2 separate regions of the Mus musculus genome follow, and region 2 is linked to region 1. Evidence: chromatin contacts called from public HiChIP or PLAC-seq data. All regions are on one chromosome and are shown on one strand. The core of a region is the stretch at or near the end of the contact, and the rest is flanking DNA. Distances in the headings are between cores, read along the strand shown. Region 1 has its middle 8.8 kb from the start of Gm31845. Region 2 has its middle 25 kb from the start of Ets2.

The links. HiChIP or PLAC-seq counts read pairs in DNA pulled down with a chosen protein or histone mark.
Region 2: a contact with region 1 is called in an H3K27ac HiChIP or PLAC-seq map of hepatocytes, with 5 times the contacts expected there. The contact joins two enhancer-like sites. A contact is called at or near these places in 6 of 484 Hi-C or Micro-C datasets (the CH12 cell line, liver, nephron progenitors and 2 more), 5 of 115 datasets of contacts at active chromatin or transcription factors (embryonic stem cells, hepatocytes, kidney and 2 more) and 1 of 9 other capture datasets (liver).

Annotation. Positions count from the first base shown.
Region 1 is chr16:95,656,275-95,662,412 of GRCm38.p6, reverse strand. No RefSeq gene overlaps it. Among named protein-coding and RNA genes, the nearest start is that of Gm31845, 8.8 kb to the left of the region's middle. Within about 2 kb of position 2,697, at least 68 of the 459 cell types and tissues checked have an H3K27ac peak or open chromatin away from gene starts, as enhancers often do. A contact at or near this core is called in the CH12 cell line, hepatocytes and pancreatic cancer cells, where this site is marked.
Region 2 is chr16:95,724,571-95,730,761 of GRCm38.p6, reverse strand. No RefSeq gene overlaps it. Among named protein-coding and RNA genes, the nearest start is that of Ets2, 25 kb to the right of the region's middle. Within about 2 kb of position 1,666, at least 179 of the 459 cell types and tissues checked have an H3K27ac peak or open chromatin away from gene starts, as enhancers often do. A contact at or near this core is called in the CH12 cell line, hepatocytes and pancreatic cancer cells, where this site is marked.

The sequences.
Region 1 (6,138 bases), core at 1,448-3,947:
TGTGTTTACCAGAGGACTACCCAGCAGCATGACTGATGGCAGCAACCATCCATCAGCAGTGGAGTGGGTTTGTGAAAACGTGATTTCACCTGATAAGGTTACCATGTTTCCATGACCATGAGCGGCTCTCAGAATGGCTCGAAGTGAAGCAGAAACACAAGAAAATGTGTGCTAGGAATCCACTTTCACAGATTTTAGAAAATAAAAAAAACGTTAGCTGTAAGCTGCTGTGTTCAGAAAGCGCCGTGTAGGCGGGGAAAACTCAAGACCAGGAAGATGGAAGGCGTGGCATTCATCAAGCAGCAGGTTTCTGGTTTATAAAGTTGTTTTGCAATAAAAGTAGTTACAAAGAATGTATTTGTCTTGGTTCACATTTCTATTGCTTCCATGAAACACCAGGACCAAAGCCACTTGGGGAGGAGAGGGCTTATCTGGCTTATGCTTCCGCATCCCTGAAGGAAGGAAATCAGAACGGGAGGTCAAACAGGACAGGAACCTGGAGACAGGAGCTGACGCAGAGGTCGCGCAGGGGAACTGCTGACTTGTGACTTGCTGCTCCTTGTCACTTGCTCACCTGCCTTCTTGTAGGATCCAGGACCACCAGCCCGGGGATGACCCCACCCACAATGAGCTGGTCCCTCTCCCATCAATCAGTAATTAAGAAAATGCCGTGCAGGGTTGCCTACAGCAACCTTAAGGAGGCATTTTCTCTATCAGGGTTCTGTTCTCTCAAAATGACTCTATGTGTCGGGTTGACATGGAAGTTAGCCAGCACAACATTCTAATTGTGTCAAACCATAGTTTTTGGATCCTGGGGACATTTAAGAGTTTGAGGACAGGGAGCAGGCTTAGATAACCTCAGCAAGTGTCTAAGGTTTATACCTCCTCCCTCCCTCCCTCCCTCCTTTTCTCCCTCCCTTCCTTTTTCCCTCCTTCCCTCCTCCCACCCTTTCTCCTTCCTTCCCCCTCTCCCTCCCTCTTCCCTGTCCCCCTCCTTACCTCCTCCCTCTCTGTGTCCTCCTTCCTTTTCCCCTCCCTCCCTAGCCAGTGAGTTAACACAGCTATATCAGGCCATCCTCCTGCCTCTGCCCCCTGTCCCCCCCATGTGCTAGGATTACAGTTGTGCGCCATCATGGCAGCCCAGTGTTTCTGTTTTTATAATGACAAATGCAAAGGTTCCAGTCCCCAGGGTTAGAAGGCAGAGGGTCTGTGCTCCTTGAGTCACAGCCAGCACACAGCCGTGGACTGTGGCAGGTTTGCACAGAGGCCATGCTTGCTTGGGGTTTTATTGTGCATAGGAGCAGATGCCAGGGGCTGCTCTGCTCTGCTGGTGGTGGCGAGAGCCTGCCAAGCTCACAGTGATGGCAGAAGCTGCGGGCTGAGCTGTCCTCTACTCTAGGGTTGCCATTGTCTGATTGCAGTAGCAAGGATGCTTGTGTGTGGTCCTGCCTAGGTCAAGCCGTCTGCACTCACAGGTATCTGGCATCTCCTCAGCCCTGTGGTGGGTAACGAGCTATCACTCATATCAGTCACTGTGAGCAGGGGAAGATGAGCAGTGTTGGGCCCACCTGAGGGGTGAGACTCTCTTCTATCAGTGGTTCCCAATTGCTGGTCTAAGTAATTCCTGGGGCCTCAAGAGCCTCTAACAGCAATGGAATATTGTCTTACACCAGGGTGTCATTTTTCTTTACACATGCATTTATTGCATTAAAAAAAGACCTTTCCATCCCTCGGGTTATGTTGCAGCTCCTGCTGTCCTTGCTTTTCCTGCCATGCAGAGCCGTGATGCCTTCTGAGCACCTACAATATCTTTCTAGAAGCTCAGAGACAGACATGAGGGAGATTAGGTCATTCCTGTTCCCACAGACCTAACTTTCTTATCAAGGGGAAAGCACAATAAATCAGATCCGTGGAGTGGTCGTATGGTGGCGTAAATAAGCCAGGTAAGGCCAGAGGGGCCTGCTCCTGGAGAGACAGTATAGGCACACGAATGCCTAGTGCCCAATGGCTTCCCCCAGGGGTGCTAAGAACATTTGCAAACACCTCCATCCACACAGCAGAAGAGGGACCCGTGCAGCAGCAGGAAGAAGGCAGCTGTGGGGAGGTCTTGCTGGATGAGAAGATGGAAGAAGATTGGCTACACAGCTCTGTCCTCATACTGCCACGGGTGTGCCCCACTCCACGTGCACACACAAGCGTAATATACACGATACTTTAAATATCATCATTCCAAAAGGCCGTCCTTAAACATACTAGAGCTACAATCAGTGCTCGAAGAGATTGGGGTATCCAAACGAGACAGAGACAGCCTAGGGGACATCATCAAAATGCTCTAAAACTACAGGTGGGGCTCAAAAGAATTATCGGACACTTTTTAAAAGTGATAATTTTGTAGGCAAAAATAGTATAATTCTAAGTTTTAGGCTTTTAGCATGTGTTTTAAAAATCTGAACAAAACACCAACCGATGAAATATTTTGTTTTTTAGCCCTGAGGTCCTATACTGTATGTCACAGTAATCTCCAGGTGACACCAACTTAGGGTGTTGCATGCAGAGGCGAGGACAGGGTCTGCCTGCCCCCAAACACTATCCAGGAAACAGAGGCATTTTAATTTTGCCCCAGAACAACTAAGAACGGATCACTCAGCTCCAGCCCTTCCTGGCAGAGGCTTCTCCGATTGCATAATCATCACCGGGCGCCCGCCTCGCGCTCGACGCGATTTCCGCATTCATTTTACAAGCCATAGCTTGTCTCCTAACGTAAAGCACGTTGGATTGTAAACCCAAGCAAGGGAACGGAATGTTCTCTGGGCTCAGAAACCCGACGCATTTACCCTCTCTGTGTTCAATGCTATAGAACGTGTCTAAACAAATTTAGCCCAGTCTCCCTGTTAGAACAAGTAAATGATAAGCTAAGAATCGTGTTAAAAGGACTTAGAATCAAGGGGGTTGGAGGGAGAGACAGAGAGACAGAGAGAGAGAGAGAGACAGAGAGAGAGAGAGACAGAGAGAGAGAGACAGAGAGACAGAGAGACAGAGACAGAGCAGAGGAGGTTCAGACCAGAACGAAAGGCGGAAGATCTGTGTGTTGTGAGACACTTCACTTTTAATAAAACCAACCTCCCTTTTCTCTGATGTCATAGTTACAGCAATACAGGCAAAGACTGGTTCCATCACCTGAGAGGTAGTGGACTGCTTGCAGGTCCTAGGCCTGCTGTCCCGTGGCTCAGCTCATTGTCCCTCCTTAATGCTCCTCACTTGGAAGACAGCCATGTTTACAGTCCTGCCATGAACAGCAGCAAACTCAGTTCACTTCCCCAGAGATAGAAATAGCAGACCTGTGGCTAGGCCTGTGTGTGAGCCCTGGGTGTGGTCGGTTGTCCAGGTAGTCAAGGCCTCTGTGAAACGGCACCCCCTGCTGGTGAGGCAGGGAATTGCCCAGGCACCTCAGAACATGAGAGGGCTTGGAGATCTAAATTCTTTACAGAGGTAATTAGGACAAGGAGAGGCTATCAGGAGCAGGCCCTAGTGCAAGAAGACCATGCCTTGATGAAGAGACTTCAGGACACAGACACATGCGGAAGGTAGCTCCCTAAGGGGGAAAGCTGCCATGTGTTGAACAAAGAGAGGCCCTTACTCACCCCTGTGCTAACTTAGAGAGAAATGGGTTACAGCAAGTTACACTGAGTAGAATCAAACCCTAGGCCAAGGATTGAGAACCGGAAAGTGTGGTTGGGGAATGAGAGGCTGCCAATTGTCTATGAAGAGAGATTATTTATTCTGGTCCCTCATGGTGAGTCAGGAGAGAGTCAGGGAAGGCGCTGTCCCCTAAGCGATGGGCCCACGATCTGCTGACATCACCCAGTTAAAGACATTTTTGTTTATTTTATTTTAAAATTTGTAGCCAAACAAGTGTTTCAAAGGTCCCAAGGGTGTTCCACTGTAAGCATCAAGGTGGGCCTGGAACCTGAGACTTATGAAGTAGTATTTGATTCAGTCTGAAGCATTACCAACAAGGAGACCTGCTGGGCATGCTGGGAGGCATAGACCTGTCACACCAGCACTTGGGAAGTGAAGGTACGGGGGTGGGGTGGTGGGAGTCAGGAACTCAGGGTCATCTTCAGCTACACAGTGAATGTGAAGCCATCTTGGGATACTTGAGACCCTGTCTCAGATGATAGACAGTCAGAAACACTGATGACTAAGGTATTGTTTCTCTGCATAGAATTTACCAAGCAGTCTGTGTAGTGTTCTTCCACCACCCCCCCGCCCCCATATATGTATATATAAAGCTTTGAGCACACATTTGTCCTTGGCATCGGAATGGTACTCTTTCTGAGGTTTGGCTCGGTCTCCAACATTTGTCTCTTTTGTACTTACAAAAAGGTTTATTTTTATTTTATGTGTATGAAAATTTGCCTGAATGTGTGTACTAGGTACATGCAGTACCCACAGAGGCCATAAGGGGGCATCAGATTCCCTGGAACTGGAGATACAGACAGTTGTGAGCCATGGTGTAGGAGCTGGGACCCAAACTCAGGTCCTCTGCGTGAGCAGCAAGTGCTCAGAGCAGCTGAGCGTCTCCAGGCCCCTGCTGTGAACTTCTGATGTTGTGAACTATCTCCAGGTGGTCCCTTTGAGAGACTTTTTGCTGAGTCTGAGGGACATTGGTGTCACCACAAACACATTCATGTGTGCTAAGAAGCCATGTTCCGTCAGCCCCTTGGGGGTCCCTGATGGTAGATGTTGATTGTCAACTTGACAGGATACAGAATCATGGTAAAGACCAACCTCTGGGTGTGTCCATGGGGGAGCCTATAGATTAAGTTCACTGAGGTGGGGAGATCCACTTAACTGCAGCTAACACCATTCCAGAAGCTGACAGACACCATTAGCTTTAGTTGATAACTTGATACACCTGGGAAGAGAAAAGCTCAATTGAAAAACTATTTCTATTAGACAGGCCTGTGGGTGTTTTCTTGATTAATGATTGATATTGGGAAGGTTCCAGCCCACTGAGGGTGATGCCAACCTGGGCAGGTGGCCCGGGTTGTGTAAGAAAAAGCAAGTTAAGCGAGACATGGGAAAGTAAGCCATGAACCGCATTCCTCCATAGTGTCTGCTTCGGTTCCTGCCTTGAGTTCCTGTCTTGGATTTGCTCAGTGATGGACTTCGGCCTCTAAGCCAAATGAATCCCTTCCTCCCCAAGTTTTGGTCACAGTTTTACCATAGCTAAGAAAAATCAAACTTAGACAGCATAGCATGGTCCAAGACAGGATAGATGGTCACTGCTTTCTGTTTGTCTTAGAGTTTTATTGCTGTGAAGAGACACCATGACCAAAGCAACTCTTATAAAGGCAAACATTTAATTAGGGCTGGCTTATGGCTTACAGTTTCAGAGGTTCAGTCCATTATCATCATGGTGGGAAGCATGGCAGTGTGCAGACAGACATGGTGCTGGAGGAGGTGAGAATTCTACGTCTACCGACAGGCAGTACAAGGGGACATTTTCACACTGGCCAGACTTTCACACTCATACATGCACACACTGCATGCACTGCATGCACTGCATGCACAAATATAAAGACCTCAAAGTCCTGCCTCCACAATGATGCACTTCCTCTAACAGAGCCACACCTCCTCCAGTAGGCCACACCCCCTCCAATAGGCCACACTCCAGTAGACCACACCACCTCCAGCAGTAGGCCACACCTCCAGTAGGCCACACCCCTCCAGTAGGCCACACCCCTCCAGTAGGCCACAACTAGTACTACCACTTCCAGTGGGTCAAGCATATTTAAACCAGTATGCAGCCTATAGATACAGCACGTCCCCATCTCAACTCTTGTTGTCAGGCCTTCTCTGCCGTGATGGCCTGCACCTCCTAACTGTGAGTTAGTTTGCTTCTTGTCAGGTATTTGGTCACAGAAGTGGGTAAAGAGCCATCTCTGTTGCCTCTGTGGGTTTACCATGGTGCCTGACATTTGAACTATGCTAGCGGAGAACTGATGTTATTAAAACCATGGCAGAATGAAGTTTGTGTAAACAGGAGAAGAGTGAGGAGGGCAGCATGCACTTCTGTTACGGCCGTGGTGGCAAGCGGCTCTGTGCAGGGTGGGGGCTGACTGGGCATTGCAG
Region 2 (6,191 bases), core at 417-2,916, 69 kb before region 1:
CCCTTCTCTCCCCCTCCTTTCCCCTTCCCTCTCTTCCCCCTCCTCACCCTCCTCTTCCTTCCCCCAGTCCTATTTGTTCCCTTTCCTTGCCCTCTCCTCTCCTCCATCCCCCCTTCCTTTTCTTCCCTCTCCCTGCCTTCCCCTCCCCCCTTTCCCCTCCCTCCCCCCTCTCCCCCTCCCTCCTCCTTTTTCTCCTCCTTTTCTTCCTTCCCTGTGCTAGTTTGGGACCCAGAGGCTTGCACAAGCTCAGATAAGTGCTCTACCACTAGGCTGCATTTCAATCCTCTCTTCATTTGAGCATTTGATCTGATTTTACTTTGTCTCTACCCTTGGCGATATAAATCTCACCCCTTGTTTACTCTTTATAGTAAGAGCCTCTCTCTGTGTCTGTAATATTTTTAACGCTTAAGATAGTTCCAAGAGCACAGATACCACTCAGGGTACTGAAGCTATCATGAATCTGATCAGTGTTGAGGACATGAGTTGAAGAACCCTCTCAGATTTCTCTCAGAGTCGTCCATTCACTTCCAGCCCTAGAACCTCAAGGTGGGGCTGGGTTCAGAGACAGCAGAGACTTTACAGAGGCACCTGGATTAGGATTAGGTCTCCGTGGTGCACTAAGGTAGGCTGCTGTTATCTTATGAACAGGAGAATGTGGACACAGGAGCACCACTTTCCTGTGCAGCAAGTGGAGGCTGGGGTGAAGAGCCAGGCAGGGTAGATGATGCACGGACGCCGTGTCTATGTCCACACAGCAGGGAAGGAGCTGGGGGTGGATGATGCTTATTTTCCCAAAAGGAACAAAACTGGTGACATCCTCACGTCACACAACAGCTTGCAGAGCAATAATAAAATAAATGCTGCCAATGTGTGGCCCTGGATGCCAGCCCCACGGAGTTAATGCTTACAAGATGTGGGAGGGTGGACTAAAAGAAACAGCTAATGTGAAAGCAGCAGGGTGTTTTCTCATGTGTGTGCATGTGTGTGCATTTGGTGTGTGCTCACATGTATATATCATGTGCACGTTCCAAGGACTGAAGTCTTAGCTCCCATACACATCAGGCATAGCAAGTCAGGAGCTACACTGATGGATCAGGATCCAGCCCCTCTGGTGCAGGAGTTTTATCTCTCTAAGCCTCAATTCCCACATCTGCAAAATGGGAGTAGTAAAACCAACCTCTCAAGGAATAAATGGAATGGCAGATGAAAGTGAACTTTGAAAATGGTGCTGGCTGTTGCAGCCATTAATTATGTGCTTACTTTATGATATGGACAGCCGCATCCAACCCCAAAGTGGGTGGTATTTCTCAGCACCAGGTTCATGTGAAGGTGACCACAGCCAACATGTAGTTCTTTTCTATTCAGAGTCCAAGTCTCATGTGCTTTTTTTTTTAGCCTCCGTGTTCTGTCTTCCAGCCAGCCTGCCTCTCTCTGGTCCACTGGACTGCACGAACCCGTGCTTCTGATGTGCTGTGCCACGTGATCACATGCTGAACCCTGGCTCTACATCTGAAGAGATTAGAGTTGGACACATGGAGACAGCTTGTGGGAACTGGCTTTGGCAATCCTGAACCATTGTGCCACCTGAACATGGCTTCGGGAGACAGGGAGGGGACAGTTACTCATAGCGCCTAGAACAAAAACCATGTCAGTTCCAGTTGCAACGATGTCATCACACCAGCTATGCCCAAAAATGGACTTTCCCAAGTGTCATATTTCAGGCAGGACTCACATGACTGAGCTCCGCCCAAGAGTTACAACATGCTTTCATAACCGGGGGTTTCCCCGGCTAAGCTTTTGGGTCTCACCCTTCTGTATTGCTCTGAGAGAGCTGACAGATCAGCATCTGGCCCAGATGAAGAGATCTGAAGGTCATGGGTAATTTGAAATGCAAACCAAGGGCTGTGGATAGAGGAACTGGGAGCCTGAAGGAGCCCTAGTGTGACATCTGCAGTAGTGTTGATGATTCCTTTTTAAAAATAACAACTGTTGTGTTAGAGAGAGAGAGAGAGAGAGAGAGAGAGAGAGAGAGAGAGAGAGAGAGAGAGAGAGAAGCCAGGCATGTTTGGTGGATGAGTGGTATGGTACAGGGGAAGGGGGTGCCTCTGAGTGCCCATGCTGAGGCATCCCTTCCCCCTGAGGGACCAGCCACAGGATGAGTATAGTATATAATAGAGCTTATTTGGGGCATGAGGAGGGGAGTTGGGGGAGGGAGGGAGGGAGGGAGGGAGGGAGGGAGGGAGGGAAGGAGGGAGGGAGGGAAGGAGGGAGGGAGAGAGAGAGACAGAAGAAGAAGGAGGGTGAGGAAGAGGAGGAGGAGGAAGAGGAGGAAGAGGAGAAGGAGAAGGAGAAGAAGAAGAGGGGAAGAGAGGAGAGGAGAGGAGGGGAGGGGAAGGGAGGGGAGGGGAGGGGAGGGGAGGGGAGGGGAGGGGAGAGGAGAGGAAAGGAGAGGAGTGGAGTGGAGAGGAGAGGAGAGGAGAGGAGAGGCTAGCCATGAGGAGTGGAGAGAGTGGGGAGAGAAGGAACAGAGGAAGAAGAGGGTAAGAGAGCAAGAGAAGAAGAAAGAAGAGAGTGAGGAGGGGCCAAGCAGCCCCTTTTATAGTGAGTCAGGCACACCTGGCTGTTGCCAGGTAACTGTGGGGTGGAGCCTAGAAGGAATGCCATCACCAATAAATAACATTTTATTTTAAAAATTATACAGTATATTTTGATCATATATTTTCCCCTTGTTTAAATTCTTCTCAGATCCTTCCTACTTCCATCCCTTCCCAACTGCATGTTCTTTGCGTCTCTCAAGGCAAAAACAAAACCCAAAAACTGAAAATTAAAACATAAACCTAAAAAAAAAAAGTCAATAGGACAAAAAAAAATGTCCAAACAAAACAAAACAATAGTGTGCCGGACCCCTTCCCCCAAACAAAACTTCTGGAGTTGGTTTTGTGTTAGCTAACTACTCCTGGGCATGGGACCTGCCTTGGAGTGTGGTATTCCCAGGGATAGCCATTTGAGACAATGGATTTTTCCTTCTACCAGAAAGTATCCATTGCAAATAGTTTCTTAGTTAGGGGTGATACTTTGTGTCCACTTCCCTTCCTCCATGCTGAGATTTTGTCTGGTTTGAACCTGTGCAGGTCTTGGTATGCTACTGTAGTCTCTGTGAGTTATTATTATTATTATTATTATTATTATTATTATTATTATTATTATTATTATTTTATCAATCCTTTTATATCTGATACCTCTGGCTCTTCCAATCTTTCCCCTCCACTTTCATAAAGGTCCCTGAGCCTTGATGAGGTCTGGCAGGGCTTGATAAAGACATCTTCTCTGCACGTTATCTAGCTGTGGGTCTCTGTGTCAATTCTCATCTATTGCAAGAAGCTTCTCTGGTAGGGGCTGAGAGATGCTTTCATCTGTGGGCATAGGAGTATAGCATTAAGCTACATTTTATTGCTAATGTCCTTTAGAAGAGTAACAGTAATTGATCTTTTCCTAGGCCCATGACCTATATAACCTCAGAGTCACCTATATGTTCTGTCTCATGGAGTAGGTCTTAAATCTGGCAAAAAAAAAAAAAATGCTTGGTTATTACCATAACCTTTGTGCCACACCTGCACCAGTCTATCAGACAAGCGCCTGATTGCTGTAGGCTGAGGGTTGGTTCTGATGACTGCTTTCCCCCTCTGGTAGAGCACAGAGTAACTTCCGGGTACTGTGTCTGCTGGTCAGACCTGGTGAAGCCTCTAGTTGGGCAGCATCTCAGTTTCTTCATGGTTGATGGCATACGTAAGCTGTGTCTTCAGCGATAGGGCCTTACCATCATGTGTGGATAGCAACCAATAGCATTTGCAACAGCCTGTGGTATTGGGGGTGAGGGCAGACCTGTTTATGGACTGCTCTCTCCAGTGATGTAAGGCATTCCTGATGCTGGAGATTATACTTAGTAGTATAGGATGTGCAGTTGAGGCATTGTCTTGCCCCTTACACAGTGACTCCATTTACATTCCTTTCATATATGTGTATACTTTAGGAAGCTTTTAGAGTAGGTTTCTGTATTACTTTTCAGAAGTCCTTTGGTGTTAGTTACCCCTCCCCCAACTCTCTCATCCATCCTTCTCCCCCCCCCCTCCATATTTCACCCTCCTAATATTGTTTTCTGTATCTCTTTATAGCACTACAGTCTCTTTCCCCTTCCTTGGAAGATCCCGCCCCCAGTCCCTTATTATCTACCTCGATGGATATTTGAAGCACACATATCTAAAGCTTAAGAGATGGCATCCATACATAAGAGGAAATAAGCAAAATTTGTCTTCCTCTGGGTTTCCTCACCCAGGATGATTTTTTTTTTCTAGCTCTACTCATTTGCCTGAACTTTTCATAATTTCATTTTTATTAACAGTTGCAAAATATTTCATTATATAATAGTCTAGATTTTCATTATTATTTATTAGGAGGTGCACAGCTAGGTTGTTTCCAGTCTCCAGCTATTACGAATAGTGCAGCAACAAACACAGATGAGTGAGGATCTCTATAGTAAGATAGAGAGTATTTTGGGTATGTGGCCAAGAGTAATATAGCTGCATACTGTGTTCGATTGATTTTCAGCTTTTTGAGGAGCCTCCAGCACTGATTTTCATAGTGGTTATACAATGAATAAGCCTCCCCTCCCCCCATCTTTGCCAGCATATGCTGTCAATTGTTTTACTGGTCTTGGCCATTCTGACTGGGGTAAATGAAATCTCAAGGTAGTTTTAAGTTTGCACTTCTCAGATGGCTAAGGATGTTGGACATTTCTTTAGCCTTCCTCATCCATTTGTGTGTTTCTTCGTTTGAGAACTCTCTGCTTAGTTCTGTATTCCGTTTTGACCAAGATGTTTGTTTTGTTGATTATTTTTTTTTTTAGTACTTGGTATATGTTAGGCACTAAACTTCTATCAGGTGTATAATTAACTGGCAAAGGTCTTTTCCTATTCTGTAGGGTCTTGCTTTGCCTGGTGGTATCCTTTTCCATACGAAGGTTCTCAGCTTTATGAAGTCCCATTTATTGATTGGGTTTTAATGCTATCAATATCCTGTTCAGAAATTCTTTTCCTGTGCCCATGAGTTCAAGCCCATTCCTTCATTTTTCTTTTATGAGATTCAGGAATCCTGGTCTTAGGTTGACGTTCCGATATGTTGAGTTTTGTAGAGGGTGATAGATATGGATCTATTTATATTCTACATACAGCTATTCAGTTTGGCCAAGACTATTTGTTGAAGATGCTGTCTTTTCTCCAGTGTATCTGTTTGACTTCTTTATGAAAAATCATGTGTCTGTAAGTGTGTGGGATTATCTCTGAGTCTTCTTTTTAATCCAGTTGATCAATATGTCTTTTATGCCAACAGGCCAAGAAGAGATATAAGCACAAAGGGACTGAATTAACTTCCTCCCTGTCTTGCTGGTTTTCTCATTATGTAGCTCTGGCAAGCCTGGAACTTCATATGTAGAGTAAGATAGCCTTGAACTTCTGACAACCTTAAGATTACAAGATGTGCACCACTGCCCCTTGTTTTAACTTTACTATTTCCCCACCATGGAGAGGCTACCCACACTCCTCAGCTCAGCAGAGGCTCAGTCTCGAGTTAAGAAAAGTATGAGAGGCTGGCGAGATGGATCAGTGGATAAGAGCCCTTGCTGCTAAGCTTGACGATATGAGTTTGATCTCCAGGTCCCACATGGTAGAAGGAGAGACATAGGTTCGAGTTCAGCCTTGCTGCTGGGATGCTTGAATGCCACTCAGGCACCAAACGGGGAGGTGCTAGGCTACATTCCATCCTCTCCTCCATGGTGGTGCCAGTGCCAGTGCCCACTCCAGTGTGGCAGAATGCAGCCTAAGATGGGTGCCCCAACCCCTGGTGAGAAATCATGCAGGCTGAGGCCAAGGTTGGTGCTCTCATACACCTGGGCACCCAGTTGCTGCTGGGAAGCAGGAGGAATTGAGAATAGGAGGTGGGGAAGGCAGGGCCAGTGATGAGGGTTGGGGTGGGGGGTGGGGGTGGGGGAGGGGAGCTCTGACTTAGCTCAGGGTAAGTATCTCTATGATGAAGGCTTCCCCCTACAGCAGTTCTTAATTACTTACTCAAACTGTTTATTCATAGTGGAAAATGGAGGTATACAACTTTTAATCTCAGGGTGGACCAGAGATTAAAAA